2 separate regions of the Mus musculus genome follow, and region 1 is linked to region 2. Evidence: chromatin contacts called from public Hi-C data. All regions are on one chromosome and are shown on one strand. Each heading gives the region's core, a stretch centred on a gene start, on an enhancer-like site or on the middle of the called end of the contact. The rest is flanking DNA. Distances are from core to core; before and after follow the strand shown. Region 1 overlaps Gm32543 (a long non-coding RNA gene). Region 2 has its middle 170 kb from the start of Gm32656.

What was found. A called contact is a pair of places that touch in the nucleus more often than the background predicts.
Region 1: a Hi-C map of myeloid progenitors shows a contact between it and region 2, with 2.8 times the contacts expected there. The contact joins two enhancer-like sites. A contact is called at or near these places in 1 of 15 datasets of contacts at CTCF or cohesin (the G1E-ER4 cell line) and 5 of 484 Hi-C or Micro-C datasets (the HPC-7 cell line, Sertoli cells, cranial neural crest and 2 more).

The regions. Positions count from the first base shown.
Region 1 is chr10:17,609,948-17,615,286 of GRCm38.p6, reverse strand. All of the region lies in intron 3 of Gm32543 (a long non-coding RNA gene), which reads left to right. Among named protein-coding and RNA genes, the nearest start is that of Gm32656, 47 kb to the left of the region's middle. Within about 2 kb of position 1,781, at least 30 of the 459 cell types and tissues checked have an H3K27ac peak or open chromatin away from gene starts, as enhancers often do. A contact at or near this core is called in myeloid progenitors, where this site is marked.
Region 2 is chr10:17,488,500-17,493,731 of GRCm38.p6, reverse strand. No RefSeq gene overlaps it. Among named protein-coding and RNA genes, the nearest start is that of Gm32656, 170 kb to the left of the region's middle. Within about 2 kb of position 1,926, at least 23 of the 459 cell types and tissues checked have an H3K27ac peak or open chromatin away from gene starts, as enhancers often do. A contact at or near this core is called in myeloid progenitors, where this site is marked.

The sequences.
Region 1 (5,339 bases), core at 532-3,031, 120 kb before region 2:
TGTGGGAACAGAGCCAAGGAATGGGGAGTGTGTGTGTGTGTGTGTGTGTGTGAGAGAGAGAGAGAGAGAGAGATTGAGAGAGAGAGAGAGAGAGAGAGAGATGGAGTCATGTGACAAATCCTGGAGACAGCATCAGGGTGCAGATTTGAGTTTATTGCACAGTGCATAAGCTTGTATACTGTGTTCAAGCTAATCCCAAGCCCCTAAATCATTGACCAATCATATCTCACCACACTGTCACCATACAACAATAAACGCCCTGCCTAATGAGGTAACTCAGAAGGAGCAGGGGAGGGGTAGGGGGAACATCTTCATCTGTTAGGACTTCCATGAAGACCAAGAAGCAACCACCGCCCTGGCCTCGATTCCTTTTGCTGTCTCACTGGTGTTCTGGGAGCCATCTTAGATCTAATTCTGGATATGGCAGATCAGAACTTTGAGGAGTCACTGGAGCCTGTGACAACTCACTCTCCATCCCACTTTTTCCTTCACAAGATTGACCTCCATAACCCCCCACAACCAAATTGATGAATGATTCGTACCAATCATATACTAGTTTTGCTACCTAGTAATAATTTATGGGTAATTGTCCGTGTTATTGCATATAGTGTGTAATTAACTCACCTTGTAGTCTTGGACCATGCACTGCATTTTGCAGTAGAATACTATATTTAACAAAACAAGACTCTTTTTCACAGAGTTTGTGTGGTAGTGACAAGTTTCCTGAAGAAAAAAATAGCGTAAGGGGTAGATCATGGTCAAGACAATCATTATTGATAAAGGTCGTGGATGATTGCTCTGATGCCATTGCCCAAGATTTGAATGACCTGAAAGGATCAGCTAAGCTAGCCAAAGAGCTAAGGAGGATTATGTTTCCAGACCCTTCTCCTGACCCTGTAGTCCTGGGAGGGAAATCTTTTTTTTTTTTTTTTTTACTATTTTCTTTACTTTTTCTTTTTTTAAAAATTGGGTATTTATTTCATTTGCATTTCCAATGCTATCCCAAAAGTCCCCCACACCTTCCCCCACCCACTCCCCCACCCACCCACTCCCACTTCTTGGCCCTGGCATTCCCCTGTACTGAGGCATATAAAGTTTGCACGACCAATGGGCCTCCCTTCCACTGATGGCTGAGCTCGGGGGTGGGAGGGTATTGGTTAGTTCATATTGTTGTTCCACCTATAGAGTTGCAGATCCCTTTAGCTCCTTGGTTACTTTCTCTAGCTCCTCCATTGGGGGCCCTGTGATCCATCCAATAGCTGACTGTGAGCATCCACTTCTGTGTTTGCTAGGCCCCGGCATAGTCTCACAAGAGACAGCCATATCTGGGTCCTTTCAGCAAAATCTTGCTAGTGTATGCAATGGTGTCAGCATTTGGAAGCTGATTATGGGGTGGATCCCTGGATATGGCAGTCTCTAGATGGTCCATCCTTTTGTCTCAGCTCCAAACTTTGTCTCTGTTAACTCCTTCCATGGGTGTTTTGTTCCCAATTCTAAGAAGGGGCAAAGTGTCCACACTTTGGTCTTCGTTCTTCTTGAGTGTCATGTGTTTAGCAAATTGTATCTTGTATCTTGGGTATTCTAAGTTTCTGGGCTAATATCCACTTATCAGTGAGTACATATCATGTGAGTTCTTTTGTGATTGGGTTACTGGGAGGGAATTCTTGTAGTGTTTTTAGATGTTTGTAAAATCTCAAAGTAAGACATTTTAACAGCAGTTAGTTCAAACTGCCACCAGTTTCTTCAACTTCCTCTCTGGCATGCCTTGTCTTATATTGGGTAATGCTGACCACGGGCATTTTGGGGAACTGGCCAAGACAGGAGGATACTGGTAATTGTTTAACCACTGGTTTTTCTGGATTTAAAAAAAACTCTAGTTGCATGACATTATTTTCTGCAGTGTAGACATTCTTACTATGATCAATTTCAGGAGATCAGGACGAAGCTGCGGAAAGTCAAGTTGTGCAAAGATATCTATTAGCACTCCATTGTGTAGTACTTCCACCACATGGCAAGACAGACAGAACCCAGCATGTCCTTTGATCATTGGTGAATTTTCTGAAATTTAGTAGTTCAGTTGAAGTTAAATTTTTTTTTTAATTTTTCATTTTACTAGACTATGAATTAAATTAAGTAGGATTGCACACATCCTTCAGCATATCTATAATATGTAAGATTCCTGTGTGAATTAAACTGTTTACCAACTTGAAGTCAAAGGCAAGATGTAAAAGATTTGTTGAAAATGTTTCTGGAACAATGACTAGAAAAACGTGTAAAGAAAATTTGCCTCTTTGAGGATGATTCTTTAAAAGATGTTTATACTAGGACTGTAATCTTCCTGGGAAGTAGCATTGCTGATCACTGCGATTCTGACCTTGGAATGTGCAAGCACTGATAAGTTAGAGATTATCATTTGTTGTCATTGGTCAATTGAAGTTCTACTGCAGTGATTCTCAATCTGACCCCTTTGTGGGCCAAAGGACCCTTTCAGAGGCTGCAAAAGACCATTGGAAAAGACTTATATTTACATTATAATTCAAAAAAGTACCAAGATCATGTTTATAAAGTAGCAATGAAAATAATCTTATGGTCGGGGTCACCACAACATGAGAAACTGTATTAAACGGTCACAGCATTAGGAAGGCTGAGAACCACTATTCTTCTGAAACTATTTAGACTCTTCGATGCTGAATTAAGACACTGAAGCTCTGTTTAAACAATGTCCTGATTTCTATGGCAAAAACAAAAAAACAAAAACTATTGCACATCTCTGATGCTATATGAAAAGAAAAACTAATAAAGTTCCAAGGGATTTAATTTTTTTCTGTAATTATTGTGTTTATTTGTTTATATACCTCACCGGCCCCTTTCAAGGGATGTTTTCTGATGAATGTTTTCATCTCCCTCGAAATCTAATGCACTCCTGAGGAATTATTGCCCAAGACATGTCTGCCCTGGTCTAGTTGAATCTAACAACTTTTTTCTGCTTCTATAAGATTAGACCATCCCCATTACTAACGCCTTAACAATTATATACAAGCCAACACATCATTATTTTGCTGTCACAGACTTCACCAGCCTCTGATATAACAGTGCAAATTTTTAACATGAGGGCCTTAGATTCAGTATGAGAAAATGGTACACGAGAATAGCAACCTGTTTTAAGGAATGGGTCTGGGAGGAATGATAAGGAAGCTGAGTGTCTAGGACAGGGCTGGGATCAGCCAGTGCCCATAAGTAGGTCGAACTGAACTGAGGATGTGCAGGGGGCACAACAAGAATGACTGAATTAGTTAACTATCTCTTTTCTAACCATCTGGAATCTAAGAAACCTTCATGCCAACTCTACTAAGAAAGATGTTTAAGGTTCCATAATGTTCCTGGTATTTCACCCAAAGGCTATGTTTCTAAGTCTTTCTTGCTTGTTAAAAAATTGTAGAGGCCTGTCAATGGTGGCACACACCTTTGATCCCAATACTTGGGAGGCAGAGGCAGGTGGTTTTCTGTGAATTCGAGGCCAGCCTGGTCTACAGAGTGAGGTCCAGAACAACCAGGACTATACAGAGAAACTGTCTCAAAATGCAAGCAAGCAAGCAAGCAAACAAACAAACAAACAAACATACAGTAGAAAGGAAGGAAGGGCAGTATTGTTAAGAGACATGTATACCTGTCTCCCAGGGACTCTGAGGACAGTAAAGCATCTACACAATTGTTCCCAGCATCTGGCTTGAGTGACAGCTTGTCTCCATACCTGTTGGCTCACTGTTGTGCATGTCAAAGCCAACTTACAGAAAAGCCAATTCTTATGAAATCCCTGAGTACACTAGCCCCTTAGCTCTATTAGGTTTTGAAGTTGAAAATAACGTGAATGTTTATTCTAATGACTGCAGCATACGCAGACTGGCCTAGCCAATGGGCATCCCCTTAATTTATTATTTTTTTTACTGACAATTAAGCCCATAATTTAGAGTCCAGGTGTGAGGTGGACATGATTGGTTTTCTGCCTGAAGCGCTTCAGAACCCTTTGTAGACTGTGCGTTCCTCCACTGATTTCTGTATAGTCTGCTCTGGCAAGCTTCCTCCTGAGCCTGTCTACAGAGGTCAGTCCTGAGATGATTTTGGCCAATGCGGGAAGAGCTAGAAATGTGGGGAGCTCATGTCCCACCAGAACACTCCTGGGTCGAATCATTTAGTGACCTTTGTCACCTCCGTTTTATGTAGAACAGGAAAAGCCAACTTGTTTGCTTTAAGTCATGACAAACTCCACACTCCAGAAATTCTCTAAGATCTGGATGCAGGCCCTCTCAAAGATTGCAGATTCTGCCCTTATTTGGAAACTTTGAAAAACAGTTTTTTTTTTGTTTTTTTTTTTTCCTTTTCCGTGTTACCTTTCTTCTTCTTTTCCTGGTTTCTGTTTTCTCTGCTCTCTTCCTGGCTCCTCCTGGGAGAATTTCTTCACAGCTCAGCACATACGCATTCTTTCCTCAGGGTCTGGTTCTGGGAAACCAGCTGAGGGCTGTCTGCAGTTCACACACGTACAGCAGCTATGTGACAGAACCATACTCCATACCCCTCATCTTCTCAGCCTCAAAACTTGTGACCTTGACGATGCCGTGGGGTCCTCGCTGCTTCTGACTGAGTGCACAGATTTCTCAGAACCCGAACTAAGTCCAGACAAATTTTATTATTATTATTATTGTTGTTGTTGTTGTTGTTGTAATTCTTGCTGGGCTTAGGAGCTTCCCTTTCATATCTCAATTTCTTAGGTGACTTCTGCCACAAATGGACTGAGTACCAGGAAATACTTTGGCTTCTACACATTGACCAATGCCTAAAGTCACATGGCTGTGACCTGCCTGTGTGGTTGCCTAGGATCTACCAGTGTTGATGTTTTTCAGGATTGTGCCTGAGTTGACCAGATCTTGGTCAGACAGTAGAGAGTCTGCCCTTATTTGGAAACTTTGAAAAACATCTCTTTTCCTTTCCTCTCCTCTCCTCTCCTCTCCTCTCCTCTCCTCTCCTCTCCTCTCCTCTCCTCTCCTCTCCTCTCCTCTCCTCTCCTCTCCTCTCCTCTCCTTTCCTCTTCCTTTCTTTCTTTTTTTGTTACCTTTCTTCTTCTTTTCCTGGTTTCTGTTTTCTCTGCTCTCTTCCTGGGAGCATTTCTTCATAGGTCATACACACATGCATTCTTTGCATTGATGGAATTAGAGACACCATTGACGGAGATTTCAGAGCCCCGAGGACAGGTCCTCTCTTTCCTTCCTGTACTGTTCTACCTGATACTTCCACCTCCCAGATGGTCTTGTGGTAGAGCCCCTAGCATGGGCCCTGATGAGTAA
Region 2 (5,232 bases), core at 677-3,176:
GTTTCTTTCTTCCTTCACACTAAAAATTCTCATTGCTGTTGGACAGAGTAAATTCACCTCATCTGACACCTGGGAACCTCAAACAATGATGGGGGGGGGACTGTGTGGCCTCTCCAGATGCCCCCTCCTTTTGGTTCTCTCTCCTGGATTCTTAGGGGGAGTTGAGGGGGTGGGGGAGAAAAGCCATAAATCAAAATGAGGCTGGACAAAAACAAATCAAGGGGAGGCCTTCTTGTCAGGGACAAGAAAAAGTGGGGAAAACCAGGAGATTCCCAGCTCTCCTTTGAGGAGTCCTGTGCAGTCTGAGGCTGAAGTGGACTTATCTCTGGTCGAGACCACACTGAAAATGTGAAGGTCATGATAACAAAGATATCTGCCGGCACTATCTAACTGTCAGATGTTTAGTTTGATGTATCAGGGACTTTAATAACACTCTCGAGCCTTAGAAAGAAGCCGTCAGTGTCTGTAAAATGGCAAATGCTCTCTGTGGACAGTCGAAGCCCCTCCCTGAAAAAACAGGAATGTAGGGCAGGGTGTCCTTGCGTCTCAGGACCTGTTGGCTCTCTCCCTGGCTTTAACCTTCCTGATCCAGAAGCTTCTCTTCAGCAGTACATTCTCTCATCTTTGATGGGAGGCTCCGATGTTTCTCTCTCATCCTAAGCATGCTTTGACTCAGTCGAGAGAGATAAGCTCACAGCTAAAGCAATTATGGCATTTAAGATATGTCTTTCCTGCCATTTCCTCAGTTCTTCTGGGGAAGAGTGAGATGAACGAACACATAGCCTTTAGAAGGTGTGGATTAATAGTTACTAGCTGAGGAATGTATTTAGGAAATGCTGTGAAGTCTGAAAGACTTGTAGTAACCATTCTGCATAGTGTGATGGCTACCTGGGAACTGAAGCAAATTAATCATCTACACCACACAGGAGCATCTAAGGCGTCCAACCAAGTCTCATGATAGACGACTTTCGTAGAGTAATTTAATTTGGATGTGCCCTCTCAGGTTCAAGCATTAGGACTTGAATTCTTCAAAAGGGCAGCATTGAGAGGTGGAGCCAAGTGCGGGATGGTTGAGTCACAGGGATGCCCTCTTATGGCTAGATTCATGAAAGTTCTCACTCTTGAGGGCTTGACCCCACCATGTTCTCAGTCTTCTCCATGTGTGCACGTTCTTTTCTGGTTTTTTTTGCTTGTTTCTTTGTTTTGTGTTGTGTTTGGTTTGTTTGTTTGTTTGTTTGTTTGTTGTTTGTGTTTTTGCCATGGAACTGAAGTACCACCTCAAAAAAGAGCTGGTCATGTGGAACCATGTACTTGGGTTTCTCATGTCCATTATAGACACACAATGTTGAGCAAACCCATTTTCTTTGAAAGTCAGCTGGGCTCAGCAACTCTACTAGTCCTACAAAAAGCAGACTAAGACATGGGGCTTACAAACTCTGTAGGAGCCTGTATATGTGAGCATATTTAACTTTTTCTGCCAATGAAAGCCTTCTAAAATTTCATAATAAGAAAGACATTGATCCACGACAGGAGCTAAAGTAACGTAGTCTCCCCAGAGGCCTCTGTGAACCATGGCTTCCTGTACTCTTTTCTTGCACAAAAAGCCTAGAGTAGCAGTCATCTATTTCCCCAATAAAGATCCAGGTATGTGGGAGACTACACCAGTGCAGAAAGGGAGAAGTTGAGGAGCCCTGCCCTCTTTTTCCATGGGCCCATCTGCTTACTGCACAAATCATTTTTCTCCCAGCTTCCTGCCAATATCATTTTAGCAGAAAGGGAGAGAAGAGTGGGTTGAAATTACACCTGTAGGAATAGTCCTTTCCTCTCCAAGCTGCCCTGGCAACCGCTGGGTGGAGGTGGTGGCTGTTGGAAGGACCTGCGCCCTTAGCACACATCCTGCTCTGTCTTAACTGCCTTCAACTAGGTGTCTCAATAACAAGCTGGGCTGCCCCACTCCTCTTCTCTGGTTGTCTACGGCCAGAGCCCTGTGCTCTTGTCCTCATCACACACTTTTTGTCAAACTGACTTACAAAACTGACACCACTGAAAGGAGCAGTTGCCCTTACCCAAGAGATGATGAGGAAATGAGGAGGTTCTCATGTGTGTTCTCATCAACTGACATCTGGGAGCGCTGTGGAGAAGAGACCCAACAGGCCCCATTAGATCTCTTACAATGGTGATATAGTGCTAGCCAGAGGAGAAAATAAATCCTTACTGGGGTGTAACAAAGTGTGGGAAACTCTAGAATTTCACTGATTTCCCCATTGATAAAATTACAGGAGTCTATTTACCCCCTTTTCTGGGCCCCCTTTATTCACGATCTGGATGTGAAAAGTAAGAAACCCAACTTTCTCAGACTTTACACTGTACTAATTGTGTGTGGGATGCTGTCATTTGAGAGGATAGCCTGGCATCTCTCTTCTGAAGGACTTCGCAGCTAGCAAGTGCCCTGTCACCTTCTCTATCCTTTGAGGAGGCAGTTACAGGCACAACACTTGATTCTTTCATTCCCACCATTTGTGTTTTGGGAGGTATGTGGCATTTGCTTTTTGGCCTCATCTTCTTTTAGCCGGACAGCCCTCCTCCCCATTATCTTCAGGAGGCACATTTCCATGTCAAAGCTCTCCCTTTGAAGAGAAGGCTTCTTTTTCTTCTCACCTCTTTCTTCTTTGTGCCCCACTCACCTTAACTCCATCCTTCCCAGTCCTGTTTAACAACAACAGTTGCAGGAATCAGAGCCTGATTTAGAAATAGAAGGCTTGGGGAGACCCAGCTTATTTTTTGTGCAGGATAAGAGCAGTTTAATCGCCCTTGGAAAGTATCAGCTCGTTACTGTTTACTTGTCTTGTTTACTTATGAACATAGGAATAAGAATCGTTATTTGTGCAACTGTAAATTCTTTCAAAGAAAAATGAAAATGCTAAGACCACTATACAAAGCCAGGCAAATCCCTATGAGACTAATGGAAGCAATTACATCAAAGGAGCAGGTGGGGTTTAACCTGTCTTAAGTCTACAGACTGTGTGCAATAGATTCACCTAGCCAGATGAGTGTGTAACTCCATCAGGCTCAAAGCTTTTATTCATTTCTATTACTCTAGGCTTGGGCAAGCTTGGGGCCCATCATTACTTTCACGCTCTGGGCAGAACTTTGGAACGTATTTCTATTTAGTTCTTTATAAATTGCCACGATTAGAAGGCAGCCATCCCAGGGCTTCACTTGAAAATTCTATGGGAATTTGATCAGTACTGCTGGAATCAAATGAAGATCTTTCCCCTTATGTTGTCATGAACCCATGAATGCTTCCACTGGCCATCTATACATGAGGATCTCAAGTAGAGATCTGAATTTGTTGAACAAGTGAACAGACAGCTGAGCTTTGAATTGACCACAGTACAAGTATCCACTGAGTTAGTAGGAATCTCATAGTTTTTGTTTGCTATTTACTTCTCTTGTCGGGGGAATACCTTTTCCTCTTCCATGGTAGACTTGAGTCAGCCTAAAATCACGGAGAGTTTATATAGTCTTGCTTTCTTGTTTTCCCAGTTATTTTGCACATGAGCCCCTTCTTCTGGAATGCTTTTCTTTTTTCTTTTTGCTCCTGGCTGATTTCCATCTGGCTAAATCTTATGTACACTTAATTCATGAGTCCTCAACAACTCGTTGAGATGTACCTCCCATGTACTGTTACATCTGGCACGGTGAACAAATAAAACAATAATGAAAAGGAAAGTTTCAGAAAAACTTCCAATCCTTTATCTCTGTCTCCACTCATTTCTCCCACCCTACCTTTTTTAAAAATTTATTTATTAGGTATTTTCTTCATTTACATTTCCAATGCTATCCCAAAAGTCCCCCATACTCCCCCCCCACCCCCCTACCCACCCACTCATAGTTCTTGGCCCTGGCATTCCCCTGTACTGAGGCATATAAAGTTTGCAAGACCACTGGGCCTCTCTTTCCAATGATAGCCAACTAGGCCATCTTCTGATATATAAGCAGCTAGAGACACCAGCTCCGGGGTACGGGTTAGTTCATATTGTTGTTCCACCTATAGGGTTGCCGATCCCTTTAGCTCCTTGGGTACTTTCTCTACCTTCTCCACTGGGGGCCCTGTGATCCATCCAATACTGACTTGTGAGCATCCACTTCTGTGTTTGCTAGGCCCCGGCGTAGCCTCACAAGAGACAGCTATGTGTGGGTCCTTTCAGCAAAATCTTGCTAGTGTGTGCAATGGTGTCAGCGTTTGGAGGCTGATTATGGGATGGATCCCCGGGTAAGGCAGTCTCTAGATGGTCCATCCTTTTGTCTCAGCTCCAAACTTTGTCTCTGTAACTCCTTCCATGGGTGTTTTGTTCCCAATTCTAAGAAGGAGCAAAGTGTCCACACTTTGGTCTTCGTTCTTCTTCAGTTTCATGTGTTTTGCAAATTGTATCTTGTATCTTGGGTATTCTAAGTTTCTGGGTTAATATCCACTTATCAGTGAGTACATATCATGTGAGTTCTTTTGTGATTGGGTTATCTCACTCAGAATGATGCCCTCCAGGTCCATCCATTTGCTTAGGGATTTCATAAATTCATTCTTTTTAATAGCTGAGTAGTACTCCATTGTGTTAATGTACCATATTTTCTGTATCCATTCTTCTGTTGAGGGGCATCTGGGTTCTTTCCAGCTTCTGGCTATTATAAATAAGGCTGCTATGAACATAGTGGAGCATGTGTCCTTCTTACCGGTTGGGATATCTTCTGGATATATGCCCAGGAGAGGTATTGCTGGATCCTCCGGTAGTACTATATCCAATTTTCTGAGGAACCACCAGATTGATTTCCAGAGTGGTTGTCCAAGTTTGCAATCCCACCAACAATGGAGGAGTGTTCCTCTTTCTCCACATCCTCGCCAGCATCTGCTGTCACCTGAATTTTTGATCTTAGCCATTCTGACTGGTGTGACCCACCCTAACCTTTAATCTGCTATTTAGGAGTACAGATATTCCCTTGTCTTAGAATTTTAAAAACATTGGCCCATTTCTCTCTGCAACCACAACAAAAACCCAGGGCTAAAGTTAATGAATCTATACTGATTAGGACTTAAGTGTCTCATATATAAGGTAATTAAGGAAACAGAAAATTGTCTCATTAGAGAGGTCAACCCAGAACATTTCTTTCTAAAGGTACACAGAAGTATGTAGAAATTTGGTTTTCAGATAGTTTTTTTAGTAGTCCAAGGAAAAC